Linked DNA regions of Zea mays: all the other regions are linked to region 2. The links are chromatin contacts, called in public Hi-C maps. All regions are on one chromosome and are shown on one strand. Each heading gives the region's core, a stretch centred on a gene start, on an enhancer-like site or on the middle of the called end of the contact. The rest is flanking DNA. Distances are from core to core; before and after follow the strand shown. Region 1 has its middle 72 kb from the start of LOC103638234. Region 2 holds the start of LOC542435 (asparagine synthetase homolog 1). Region 3 holds the start of LOC100274222 (DNA repair protein RAD23).

Region 1 (4,866 bases), core at 210-2,709, 360 kb after region 2:
AAATGAAGATGGACATTGTATTAGAGATGCGGTGTGACGTATGGTAGCGTTACTACATGGGTGTCTAAAAATGTGAGCGATTGTAGTGTGAAGATGGTGTCATGTTGGCTCGTGTGCATTTGTATATGTATGCTTAGGGCATGTACAACCTAGATACTATGTTTCGGTTCTCTAAGTACTAGATACGCCTAAGAAATTCTTTTATACAACCCAATATATCTATGCCTTGTATCTTATTCACTAGAACCCCTCAATATACAACTCATTTTTGTGGCCTGTATGGGTAGAATCGTATCTAGACTTAGAGTACCGTGCTAGACACGTTCCTTCACCAAGATACCGTCTCTTATGTTTTTTTGCACTTAACTCCTTGATACCCCTTAAGATACGAGGCATTTATGTGCGTTGTACATGCTCATGAAGAGCCCAGGAGAATTGATTTTGGTATGAGAGTCATGCATGCATTAGCTTGTCCACAAAACATCACTACTTTAAGACAATGTTCAGCAAATAGCACTCGGTTTCAAGCAATTGAAAGAACAACATCAGTTTCATCAAATGAATTCAGAAAACAACCCTCCATCTATATTGTTTCATTCTTTTATTTCTCAGCTCACAAGAAAATGGATTAAATTGCCCCTATCATTTCCCAGCCTTATTTGTTCATCTATTTAGTCCATAAGAACAACATAAATGCATACAAATATATGAGCAATATTTTTATATTATTAAGAATAGTGTTAAACATACAAATAAACACAAATGTTCTGTAAATGAGGAAGTTTAGATTTAACAATTGAACTTCAAAACTATATTATGTGATGGAGTGGGTAGGATTTATAGAACATATTATTTTCTTAATAAGACAAATGATTGAAGTTTTTGAAAAAACAACCACTTTAAATAAAAAGGAACATATGAAGTACATTAGAAGATCTTCCAATGAATCAATTATGTCTAAATTTTAATAGCTCGATATTGAAGATATCTAGTTTTAAAGTTCAACGGTTAAATCTAAACTTCTTCCTTCGTAAAAAATATGTGCCTAAATGTATGTTTAACACTATAAAATATAGTTTGTATGTTTTATCTATTTATGTTTTTTTCTTATGGATAGAAGAGATAAAAATAGGCTATGAAATGAATAGGGGTAATTTGGTCTACCTATATGTGGTGTAAGCAAAAAAAATGCAAAATACAGATGAAATGTTGTTTTCTGAATTAATTTAGTGAAACCAGTGCTGTTCTACGAATTGCTTGAAAACAGATATTATTTACTAAACGTTTTTCTCAAAATAGTGCTGTTTTGTGGATTCTACAGGGGGAGCTGGTGCATGTGTGCATGCGGCTCTTGCCCAGGTGAGCAGGCGAAAGAGTGCGATCTGCCTACAGCGAAGGCCTGCGGAGGCATGAGGCCACCGTGCGGCTCAAGGCCGAGCGTTGAAGCGGCCCACGGCAGGAAGTCCAGGCGGACACAGGCGGGAGATGCTGCAGTAGTCCAACGAGAATTTGGCTACGGACCAGATTAGACTGCTGGTTCTTATAAATAGAGAGCAGGTTTTTTATTTTCTATGACGAGAATCAGTGAGGTTTTAGGATATAGATTAGACCTAAATAAGAAATTAATCAATGTTTTAGATATTTCATGAGAGATTTTTTTTTGTTTTCGACAGCACTTTTTGTATATAAATCTTCACGATTAAAGAGTAGATTGTGCAAGATTAATATGGTTTGCGCAGTGGCGAGATGTTTTTTACTGCAAATTTGAAATATGTATGATTGTTTGCATGGCTCTTACTGCTTGCTTGATGCTTGATTGCTGGTAGTGATGTTTATTGAATGATATGCTGACTGCTAGGCTATATCTCTGTTAACTAAAGATGTGCTGATCTCGATGGATTATTAAATGAATATATTTTGTGCGTCTATGAATTTGTCATTGGTGTTAGCTGGGTTATTGCTATTCATCCTGTAAAGATATGAACTAGCAGTATATTGCATTGGCTGAAAACAGCAATCTCTGTCTTTAGAGATAGTTTGGCAACTCCATTGTTCCAAAGGATTCTCATTTTTCTAAGAGGAAATGAACTAATTTTCCTTCGAAAAATATAAATCTCTTAGAAAAATAGAGTTGCAAAACTAATCCTTATTGGTGGAATCTATCTTAGTTCACTCGTTCATTAATTATCCAATGGTTTTCATTGGGATGTTACAATTTTTGCGATGAGTAGCAGTACAGATTTAGCGTTTCAGAGCTTTAAGATAGGTAGCAGCGTGTCAACTTGATAGTTCTCATTTTTACCTGAGCGGAAAAAAAGAAGCAACTGAATATTCATGAAGAACGATATGACAAATATACAAAGAATGTCATTTGACTTTTTAATATTAAGTTTCACTAGCTCGTCTTATTCAAAATACTTATGAAAATGTAGAAAAATTCAATTCATAGTTAAAGTAAATTAGATGATAAACTAAACCAGAATGAAAATAAATGATAATTATGAATTTCTTTGAATAAGACGAGTCGGTCAAACTTCGTACAGAAAAAGTCAAACGACACACTTTGTGGGACGGAGGTAGTATAACATAGGTTAATATCAAAAAAATATAACAATACCCAAATTCTACAGATTTAAAATACTATCTCGCTAGTTTTTTACCCAGATGCAAAACACATATATCGTATATTTACATAAACTTTTTTAGTTTATAGTATACAAGTTAATTGCGCGCGTGCAACTTGTTTTTCGATGTTATATGTTTTCATCAAACCGAAGCATATGATTTTATTTATCTCTACTATATTTAAAGCACCAGTTTCAACGGTCGTCCCACGTCATCTTTTTACAATTAACCCCTCATAGCTATTTCAAATTAATCCGATGTACGCCTGTCCCGTTAACGTCATAAAACACACCTCGACATATAGATGGCCAAATGGCGGTCCGGCATGGGCCAGACGCCCGCAGGCCACAGCTCTGGCCCATGCATGTCATGCCGGCCTGCTGACTATGCCGGACCGACCCGTTAGCTTGGCGGTCCATTTGATTAAAGCAACGTAAAATGTTAAAAAATGGTGCAGGAGGTGGGGTTTGAACCCATACCCTGATGGAAGAAGGGCGGGAGACACTGGATGAAGCTGTCTAACCAGTAGAACATCATGCTCAAATGTTTTTAATAATGAATATAAATTGTATATATGTATACACGTTTATTAAAATAAAAAATATAATTGTGTCGGGCTGGGCCAGTACTACGGGCCGAGGCTATAGCCCAAATAAAGCACGACGTTCTTGGCTCTTGCAAGCATTAGGTCGTTTCTGAGACCACATTGGCGTAATGGACTACATGATATTTAAGGTTGCTGAATTAAATGGAGCAAAAAAGGTTTGTCACACTAACAGTAAAATGAAAGGTTATTTGTTGCTTTTAAACTTTAGTAATTGCTACGAAGTAGCATAATTTATATGGAGTGCAACCAATTTTTATTGATGCCTGACTTTAGCAACCACTCCATATTTTGATATATTTTTTTATAAGTTTGAGTCCATGTGACTTATTTTAGAAACTTGAGCTCACAAACTTTCTCTTATTTGGTCTTTGTATGGTGGAATTATGCATTCTATAATCTATGTTCGTTCAGTCAATCGTTGTGAACTCTCTTCTAATCGCTTACTTTATTGGTCGTGTTGTACCAAGACATATTAGATGGAGTAAACAATAACATCAGTTAGCCAAATCAAAAAAATATTATGCAGAGAGCAGACAAACAATAAAAAATCTTGAGATTTTTTTGTGGATAGTTTATGTGGGTATTGTTATAATCCGTCGTAACGTATGTGCAACCGACTAGTATACAAAATGTGTCGGTACGTTCTAACACCTGATGAGTTTACAGATGGGTACATGCCTACATGGCATACTAGTACATAGATATCGTCTAAAATAAGGTTTGATTTATATAAGCTGAGATTCTAAATACATAGACAAAATGGGGATGAACATGTTTGTAGCTGAATTCGACGTTCCAAAATATTCTTGCACTCAATCACTACAGTAAAACAGCAAAAGTCTGACCGCTCCTTTATGCCCGACGGTCCTCTAGGCGACCGTCAGACATAAGGTTATGTCCGACGGCTACGGGCCGCCGTCAGAAGTAATGAGAAATATCCGAGGGTTGTCAGAGGGGTCGTCGGAAATAAAGAATTTTAACCGACGCCCCCGTGCCCGCATCGTTTCATTCTATCTCTGTCTCTCCCGCTCGCTCACATGCCAAGCCGTCGCCGCCGCAATAGAGTAGCCGCGCTGCCGCAAGGTGTCTCTGCCGCCGCCCAAGCCTAGCCCGTGCCCGGCGACCTCCCGCCCCGCCCCGATGCCCAGCCCGCACCTGAGCACGAGCCCGTGGCCGCCTCCGTGACCATCCCGACGCCACCGGAGCCGCCCCGATGCAGCCCGCGCCCGCCGGAGCCTCTGCCCCCGTCCCCGACACCATCGGCGCCCGCCCCGACCCCGTCGGCGCTTGCTTCATCGGCTCATCGTCCGACAAAGTGAGTACTTTTATAATTTTTAGTATAATTTTGTATATGCATATATATTGTTTGCTAGTAGTCATGTTTGTATTTGTTATGTCCGACGGCTTGAGTTAATTATGCAATTAAATTAGCTTGTTTTAATTTATTTATTAGTGCCTATATAATTTAAACTTTTAATTTCCGAGGGTAATTATTAAGCCCTCGCAAATAAGGTTATTTTATTTGATTTAGGGTCCAGTGAAATGATTTTTCTGTAGTGATATTGTATTAGTGTGGTTCATTAGTAATCATAACTAATTAAGTGAACGTATCGTATCTAGTATGGAGGAGGATC
Region 2 (4,644 bases), core at 1,362-3,861:
TTGCAAGTTTTGAAATGGATGCAAGTTTTATGAAACTGATCCTAGAAGTTCTGTTTTGTGAAATGAATCAAAAACATAATTCATGCATGATTTTCTTCAGAGGGACAAAGCAATCAGCTTTGGTTTACATACCATCAAGACCCCATCCCATGTATAAAGGGCAGATGCCAATAGCATCACGAGCTGCGATGAAGCTTTTATCACGTGTATCAAGAAGAACAAAGGAGAACATTCCATCCAACATATCCACAAATTCTTCGCCATATTCTTCGTACTGTGTAAAGAAATATTAAAGAGATTAAAAGGTCTCAATGCCAACATTAAATAACTTTATAAGAGAGGCTGATGCTTCGATGGAGATAATGAAATCGTTGGCAAAAGTTATGTCACTGTTAAAAGGGTATAAATATGCAACTTACAAGATGGGCTATAACTTCACAATCACTGCCAGTTTGGAACTCATGAGTTTTCAACTTAGCTTTCAATTCTTCATGGTTATAGATCTCTCCGTTCACCTGGAAATGACAACCAGAAGATAAAAATGGTGAAATAACTATACACAAATAGAACCATATTTCCTCTAGTTCATTTAGTTAAAGCAAGACTTCTGGTGGGTTCATATCATAGCACATTAAGTCACACTCAGCTCATTAAGGGCATTCGCTAATCCTCCCAGGGTCTGGGAAGTTTCTAATTCATGGTATTGGGATTGTTTGATTGATTTCTTAGATCGCTATTTATGGGCATTACAGACTTTTGAAACAAATGACATTTACCAAAAGCAGAACAATTAAACAAATTTGTTGCAAACTCTACAGTTAGCATAAAAAAATGAGTGGATACAGTAAAATTATTTCTAATCCAGATACAGACCGTTACAACAACTGTTTTATCCTCATTGTACAAAGGCTGGTCTCCAGATGTAGGATCGATAATAGCCAACCGCTGGTGTGCAAGGTAACAATCCTCATGACAGTGCAAACCACTCCAATCAGGCCCTCGGTGCCGTAACCTAACAAAATATGAACTTCATTTCAGTGGGGTGCATGTGTATAACAAATTTATAACAAGCACCCTGTAATTCTTAAGAACGGTCTGTCACAAAAAAAAGCACAAAGAAATTATACTAATTGAAGTCAAGAGACATATAGTTCTCATTTCAGATTTCAATAAGATGTCTACAATCAACACCTATTTACTCTACTAGAAGATTAAGTCAGTAACTCCACAATAGTGCGCAACTGAACATTAATTGCTTCTATAAATTATAAAAACTGCTGCTTCTCAGTTTTTCTCTAATCATAGGCCACTGTGACACTTCTAGGCAACTTTTTTTTCTCTTTTACTCCTCTTCTGGTTTGCTAAATGAGTCATATAAATCATTGACAAAGATAATTTTAGGTGACCCAGTTATATAATCTAAATTTGTAATTTATGTATGCAAGTTTTGCAATATTTTAATTTGCAACTGGAAGGAGCAAGTTTTGTGTTTGAAATCATAATCTCCACAAGAGGAACCGTGAACCAAAACCTCCACACTTGCCACCACAAGCACTAGCAGATAAACCCTAGAAGATTGTTGCTGAACATCAAGGGGTGTTTGGTTTGAGGAATCACTTCATTCAAGGTGGTGCATCATAAGTCCATTCCTCAAATTTGGTGGAAACCTCATTCCTCATATTAGTACTAACTAACTAACTATGAGAAATGAGGTGGTGATGGATCAACTCATTTCATTCCACAAACCAAACAAAAAAGTGAGGAGTGAGAAGATGATGGACTAACTTATTTCTCAAACCAAACACCATACAAGTGTATCTATAGTTCTATACATGCTACATTTTACTCAAATTCAAATAATTTACATTTAAAGCCATTCTGCAGATGAAATGTACATGTATACAGTCATTACTATTCATGAAAAACACGTATTCATTTCAAACTTGAAGCAAACACTTAAACTGTAACCCCACAAAAATCCATCTATATAGGCAGATACCAGTTTGCATTTTGAAAATCTGGTCCTGCCAATTTCTCTCACGACATAGACACACCATGTCGCGCTACATGGGCCCTCGGAAAAAAAAATAGACATCTACCATTCATCAATCATCATAGCTCATTCCCAAATTCTCGGAGACAAATACTATGTTTTGCAAAAGTTGGCCACATATCGGTGGTCCTTTTCAGATGTTAATATAAATTGAAACGACAAGCGGACTACAGAGGGTTAGATAAACTAGAGATATCCCGTTTGCCCAAAGGTGTTGTACTATCCCAACCCGACACCAAATTTCCTCCGCCCTCTCCTCAGACGGCCGCAATACGCCAACAACCCACCCGATAGCAGGGCGGGGGCGGGGCCGCGTTAAGCCACATAAAAGGCACAGATGGATATGGGACGGCAAGACGGACGGTGGGGTGCCGCGCCATACCTGCGCGAGAGCTCAATGATGCGGGAGCGCTTGGCGAGGGAGACCTCAGCGACGCCGAGGACAGCGAGGATGCCGCACATGGTGGCCTGCTCCGACTGGGGCTCTCGCCTAGCGTCGCCTGCTGCTGCTTGCTAGCAGTAGCACCACCACCCGCGGACCCGCCCGGCGCCCGTGTCGCTTCCGACCCCAAAAGCGCCGCCTCGGGATGCGAAGAGGTCTCTCGCGTCACGGACGGCGAAATGGGAGTTTTAGGCAGGGAATGGTGATTTAATTAGGGCTTCGCAGGTAATCACGGCATCTCGGCCGTCGAATGTGTAGTTGGCGGCTCTATTGGCGCTCCCACCACTAGGCGGCTGGTGCTTTTGCTTGTACGGGCTGTCCAGAGCCACTGATGTGTGGGGCTCTAATATATGTGGGGGCCCCTCGCCATTGGGTGAAGGTGGGGGGTACACACAACGTGGGTTTAGGAGCGGGGCGGTCAGAATCTTGGACCGCGCGCGCACGGAGATTCTGCCAAGTTCACGTGATGAGGTGGATTCCGCCGGACCCGAACGGGAGTGCGCCGCCGCTGCCGTCCGGCCGCTAGTTGATTTTGAGCTGGTCGCGACTCGCGAGGGTGGGAACGAGTCCGAGTCGTCTCTCGCTTTCGATCAAGTGACGAGTCGAGGTTAGTTTAGCCTAGCCCGCTTCTTTAGTGAGTTTAAAAAGTTAGTTTAACTTGTTGTCAGCATGTGAGGCGACTTGTCGATCCAACTAGTCTAGACGTAAGCATGAACTCATCCTTTAAATTATACTAGTCGGTTGCCCGTGCGTTGCGACGGCTTACAATAATACCTACGTAAACTATTCATTAAAAAAATTCAAGATTTTTTATTGATTGTCTCCACTCTCTTTATAATATTTTTTTGATTTGGCTAATTGATGTTATTGTTTACTCCATGCAATATGTCTTGGTACAACACGACCAATGAAGTGAGCGATTAGAAAGAGTTCACAAGTTCACAATGACTGATGAATGAACAGAGATTATAAAATGACATAATTCCATCATACAGAGACCAAATAAGACAAAATTTGTGAGCTCAAGTTTCTAAAAATAAGTCTCATAAAGTCAAACTTATAAAAAAAGATAGATCAAAATATAGAGTGATTGCTAAAGTCAGGCATCAATAAAACCGGATGCGCTCCATATAAATTATGCTACTTCGTAGCAATTACTAACATTTAAAACCAACAAATAACTTTTTATTTTGTTGTTAGCGTGACAAATCATTGTTGCTCCATCCAATTCAGCAACCTCAAACACCGTGTAGTCCATTGCGCCAATGTGATCTCAGAAACAATCTAATGTTTGCAAGAGCCAAGAACGTCGTGCCGTGCTTGGGCTTCTGTAACACCCGGTTTTAAAGGACAAAGCCGGGTGCATCTCATACATGCGCCAAGAAGACAACATATATAATAACCGAGTGTATAGAGATAAATGTCATAAAACATCAGAGTATTTATTACATAGCGGAAGACTTATTACAAAATAAAATAATAAAGATAAAGCGAACTAAGGATCGTCGGCGCCAATGTCGACCGAGACACGCCACCTAGATCAGATCGAACTCCTCAGTGTTAGGCGGCTCCTCTTCGACCACCTGTTCTTCTCCTGTGGGGGGGTGTGAGACAGCAAGAGTGAGCTCACATACGTTCATAGCTCAACAAGTCGTGGGGAATAATGTGGCATGAACTCACCAAAGGTGGGAGTTCATGTAGTGTAAGGCTGATCAATGAAATAGAGGTTGAGGCTGAGCATTGCTTTTATAAGTTGGTCAAAATTTTATTAGCAATTACTAAGTGTAAGTAAATACCAAACCTTAATAATAATAAAGAACAGTAATAGTAAAATAATCCCAAATGCGATGCAAATGTCAAATTGAATTTAAGTTCCATATTTAATCATGTGAGGGTCCGAGCCGCTCTTGACCGTGAGCACGGCTAGTATACCAGTTTTACACTCTGCAGAGGTTGCGCATCTTTACCCACAAGTCGTGTATCCCATGTCGCCTGGGTTTGCAAGGCCCTTAGACACTACCGAGGTGAATGGCTAGGGATCCACTACGAGGCCTTTACAAAGTTCCACTAGCTTCCGAAAACCCGCTACAGTTTATAGGAAGATCCAGTACAGGGTTCCTGGCTGACAGCCATCGCAGCAAAATCAACC
Region 3 (4,787 bases), core at 2,288-4,787, 410 kb before region 2:
ACGCAGGATCCAAAACCAACGTCCCAGATTTAAAACCCGAAGGGGTATGCAACGGGTCTAATCACAACCACAGGTGGTTGATCCGACGGCCCACGCGTATTCTTGCCCACACAGCCGAGGTGAAGCGGCGGCGCGCCAGGATCCGTGGCGGAGGAACTCCGGCGAGATCCACGCCCGGCGCTACCATGCTCCGAAACGAAATGGGCATGTGCCACACGATTCCCGGATGATGACGAAGCAGGTAGTGGATTTCTTACCGGGAATGAAGGGGCCGATAGGGCTGTCCACACGAGCAGTACGATGCACGGCGGCGCAGCGGGTCCGGCGAGGAATTAGGCGGCGCATGATCCAATTCCAGTGGTGGGAAGGTTACCCGTACCATTGCGATGCCACAGCGAATCCCTAAGCCAACTGTCGCGGCTAGAGCTTGACATAATCCGTAGTTCGCCCCTGGCGGACTCAATTCTCCCCACTGCGCACGCCGAGCCCGGAGATGCAGACGGCGAAGAAGAGCTTGAACTAGGGCTCGGCGGCGGCGAAATCCCCCACGGACAAGGCGGACCGATCCAATCCGGTAGAGGGTCCTAAACGATGGCGAAGATGCCCCCTCCCGGCGACGGCCACCACGCATCTCCCCTGCTTCGCACAATACGCGCGGCAAGGATACAGCCTGCGCCGATTTTGGCTTATCCATAGAGGGACGACGTTGCTCAAGCTTTATACTCCTCCCTCCGCTATTGACGTCCGAGCTCGACCCCAACAACCCCGAAGCGACGGCGGCGGCTTTGCTCTGGTTTGTTACGCAGGTGGGAGAAGATTTCGGCGGTAGGTAGGAGATGGCGCTGACGGTCTGGGCCCGACTGCCAGGGTTTCAAGCGTGAGCGCTGGGAGACCGCCGTCACGGGCCCACCAGCCAGCACGCCCCGTGATCCTAGTGTCCGCAGCCTACCCTGCCCGCGGGGCCCACCAGTCGGCGAGAAAACACCCAGGCGCGCGCAAGTGACTGAGTGCACGAGTTGGGCCAAGAGAGGAGATAAGTGGAGATGGGCCGAAATGTGCTTGCGCGAGCCCAGAACTGATTTTCTCCTTTTCTTTTTCTTTTCTTGTTATTTTGTTTTTATTTGATATCCAATTTCAAAATTGAGTTCGAATTTGAGATTTTAAATTTAGGTTTTTAATGCACAAACAAAAACACCAGTATAAAATTTGCCAATTTATTTATCTAAGTATTGGTTCACAAATGCAATGCACAAATAATTTTGAATGTGTGATCAAAGTTAAAAAGTTTAATTTAGAAGAACAAAAATATTCATTATATATTTCTTTTGTGAAAAGTAAGGTCCAATATAAAGAATTACCTTGGTGGGATATTTTTTCTTTACAAGTACTTTATATATAGTTTATTCAAAAAGTACCTCTAGTCTTACGATGATTTTTTTTTCTCCCATCTTTTCTTAGATAACATTTTTATTTAGTTCCTGAGATGATTTTTTTTTCTAGATCCCAAAAAAATAGGGTTTTAGGGTGTTACACACGGGCGTCCACTCGGATTACCCGTTAGCAACTCACTGGAGACACCACGTCCGGCGCCCTCCGAGGGCAACATGGCGCTTTCCCCCCTCCTCCTTGCGGAAAGGCGATGCAGGGGCGTATGTAAAAAAGTAGAGTCTGTCCTTGACCGTCCTCTCGCTCTATGCGGAAGCTCGGGGGCTGCTCTCACAAACCCGGCTCCGGCCAAACCGTTGACAGCGTCAACATACCAGCCCGAGAACTTGGGACTCGACTGTGCACCCGGGCTACGGCCAGTTCGCATGAGGGAACAACCAGACCGGCCAAAGCATCACGAAACGCATTAAGACCTCGAAGGAGTCAAACCACTCCTCCGAGGCCTCGGGGGGCTACACCCGGTGCGCGCGCCCACCGGAACGAAAACGCAACCGAGAAAGGTCGGTCCCCTTGCAAAAAAGTGTGACAAAAGCCTCCAAGCGAGTATTAACACTCCCTTCGAGGCTCGGGGGCTACTGTCGGGGACCATAATTAGGGGTACCCCAAGACTCCTAATCTCAGCTAGTAACCCCCATCAGCACAAAGCTGCAAAGGCCTGATGGGTGCGATTAAGTCAAGGCTCGGTCCACTCAAGGGACACGATCTCGCCTCGCCCAAGCCCAGCCTCGGGCAAGGGCAACCGACCCCGGAGGATCCACGTCTCGCCCGAGGACCCCCTCAAGCAACGGACACACCTTCGGTTCGCCCGAGGCCCAGTCTTCGCCGAGAAGCAACCTTGGCCGGATCGCCACACCGACCGACCGTATCGCAGGAGCATTTAATGCAAGGATGGCCTGACACCTTATCCTGACGCGCACCTTTCAGTCGACAGAGCCGAAGTGACCGCAGTCACTTCGCCGCTCCACTGACCGGCCTGACAAGAAGACAGCGCCGCCTGCGCCGCTCCGACTGCTGTGCCACTCGACAGAGTGAGGCGGACAGCAGCCAAGTCCGACCTCGGGCGCCATAGGAAGCTCCGCCTCGCCCGACCCCAGGGCTCTGACTCGGCCTCGGCCCCGAAAGACGACGAACTCCGCCTCGCCCGACCCCAGGGCTCGGACTCGGCCTCGGCCCCGGAAGACGACGAACTCCGCCTCGCCCGACCCCAGGGCTCGGACTCGGCCCCGGAAGACGACGAACTCCGCCTCGCCGACCCCAGGGCTCGGACTCGGCCTCGGCCTCAGACGATGGTCTCCGCCTCGCCCGACCCGGGGCTCGGACTCGACCTCGACCTCGGAAGACAGACTCGACCTCGGAGGAGCCTCCGCCTCGCCCAGGGCTCGGACCGACCACGTCACAGGGGGGCCATCATTACCCTACCCCTAGCTAGCTCAGGCTACGGGGAACAAGACCGACGTCCCACCTGGCTCGCCCCGGTAAACAAATAATGATGGCGCCCCGCGTGCTCCGTGACGACGGCGGCTCTCAGCCCCTTACGGAAGCAAGGAGACGTCAGCAAGGACTCGACAGCCCCGACAACTGTCCTTCCGCAAGGCTCCAGCGCTCCTTCGACGACCACGACATCACATGAACAGGGTGCCAAGACCTCTCCGGCTGCCACGACGACATGTATTTAGGGCACTAGCTCCTCTCTGCTAGACACGTTAGCACACTGCTACACCCCCATTGTACATCTTGACCCTCTCCTTACGCCTATAAAAGGAAGGTCCAGGGCTCTCTTACAAGAAGGTTGGCCGCGCGGGGGAACGGGACGACGCGTAAAGTCTCTCGCTCTCTCCCACGCGGACGCTTGTAACCCCCTACTGCAAGCATACCCGACCTAGGCGCAGGGCAACACGAAGGCCGCGAGTTTCCCCTTTTGCCTGTCTCCCCTTTTTGCCTCCCTTCGTGTTTCGTACAGGAACCCCGGGGTCGAAACATCGACATATATATATAGAAACCGTAGCAATGTACGCTCATCTGGCTAATATTAGCTTAACAAAACAGCTCAAAGTCGGTCGAGCCAGCCTAACCGTGTATTGGTGTGGGCAACTTTTTTTTCCCAACCGGGCACACTTCCGTTTACATCTATCCCCTCAGCCAGCGGCCAGCGCACAGCGCAACCGCCTCAAAACACCCGCGTGTGCGTGACAGTGCAGCTAGATCCACCCACAACCTCGCCACCACTCTCCACGCCTTCCGATCCAATCACCCGCCCCTTTCACTGACGCCAGGATCAATCAGGCACGGTCCCACGGGACAGCGAGAATATCTAGGTCGACCCTGAGAGCCAGCCGCCAGGCGCTGATTTCTCTTTTGTAGCCTCCGGATTTTTTTTCGCCTATAATTACTCTTCCCCGTGCGCCCTCGCGAGGTCGAACCCCCAAGGCGAGGCGACGAAACCCTCGCCAGTCCCCAACTCGAACCTCAGTCAGGCAGCGTGAGGAGGGAGAGTTCAAGGACCGAGGCGGCGTCGGGCGAGATGAAGCTTAACGTCAAGACCCTCAAGGGCACCAACTTCGAGATCGAGGCGAGCCCCGATGCATCGGTACGGCCCCCTTCCCGTCCTTCTCACTTCAATCCGATCGATTCCGTGCAATTTTTGACCGTTTCCCTGGATTCGGGTGCGGCTCGGTACGATTTCGCGGTTATCTGGTGCAGCGATTGCGCTGCCGGCCGCTGGTAGCGCAGGGGGCTTTGATATGAATCTAGGGTTTTTATTTTGGGGGCGTCCAGCCGGCGGATGGTGGGAGCCCGTTGCTCTCTGGTTTTCTGCATTTTGAACTTCAGTTTCTCACACGGGACATAGTCTAGGGTTTGTCGTTGGTTGGAGTTTGGGGTTTGTGGTTGCGTGTGTTCGTCGTAATTATCACAGTAATGCGGCGCGGTTGCTGTACAGACGGATGATTCAGCATGTCGTGGTGTTCTATTTATGTTGCTCGGCAACGTCTCTAGTCGTGCAGCCTACTCACTGCTTGTAATTTTCAGGTTGCTGATGTGAAGAGGATCATTGAGACCACTCAAGGTCAGAGTACCTACCGGGCGGACCAGCAAATGCTCATATACCAAGGGAAAATTCTCAAGGATGAAACCACTTTGGAAAGCAACGGAGTTGCTGAGAACAGCTTCCTTGTTATAATGTTGTCCAAGGTATTTGGTGCTCTCTGTCTTATCCCATCAGTGATGTGTTCAATAATCTGGTTCTTAACTGGAAACTGTGATTGGTTTGCCTGCAAGTCGTGCCATATTTTGAGTGTTTTGGGTTGGTTGCATTAATTTCACTTTCATATCTTACTTTACTT

The links. Hi-C and Micro-C count contacts between places; a contact is called where the count stands out from the background.
Region 1: a Hi-C map of leaf shows a contact between it and region 2, with 8 times the contacts expected there. The contact joins the enhancer-like site here to the promoter of LOC542435 in region 2. A contact is called at or near these places in 2 of 25 Hi-C or Micro-C datasets (ear and leaf).
Region 3: a contact with region 2 is called in a Hi-C map of ear, with 2.7 times the contacts expected there. The contact joins the promoter of LOC100274222 here to the promoter of LOC542435 in region 2. A contact is called at or near these places in 2 of 25 Hi-C or Micro-C datasets (ear and tassel).

Annotation. Positions count from the first base shown.
Region 1 is chr9:34,996,847-35,001,712 of Zm-B73-REFERENCE-NAM-5.0, forward strand. No RefSeq gene overlaps it. Among protein-coding and RNA genes, the nearest start is that of LOC103638234, 72 kb to the left of the region's middle. Within about 2 kb of position 1,460, at least 14 of the 20 cell types and tissues checked have an H3K27ac peak or open chromatin away from gene starts, as enhancers often do. A contact at or near this core is called in ear and leaf, where this site is marked.
Region 2 is chr9:34,632,121-34,636,764 of Zm-B73-REFERENCE-NAM-5.0, forward strand. It overlaps LOC542435 (asparagine synthetase homolog 1), which reads right to left and starts at 2,612. Exons shown (of 14, transcript NM_001291791.1): 1 at 2,436-2,612; 2 at 874-1,012; 3 at 420-515; 4 at 133-274. The coding sequence starts at 2,515.
Region 3 is chr9:34,224,802-34,229,588 of Zm-B73-REFERENCE-NAM-5.0, forward strand. It overlaps LOC100274222 (DNA repair protein RAD23), which reads left to right and starts at 3,538. Exons shown (of 12, transcript NM_001148593.1): 1 at 3,538-4,033; 2 at 4,474-4,635. The coding sequence starts at 3,968.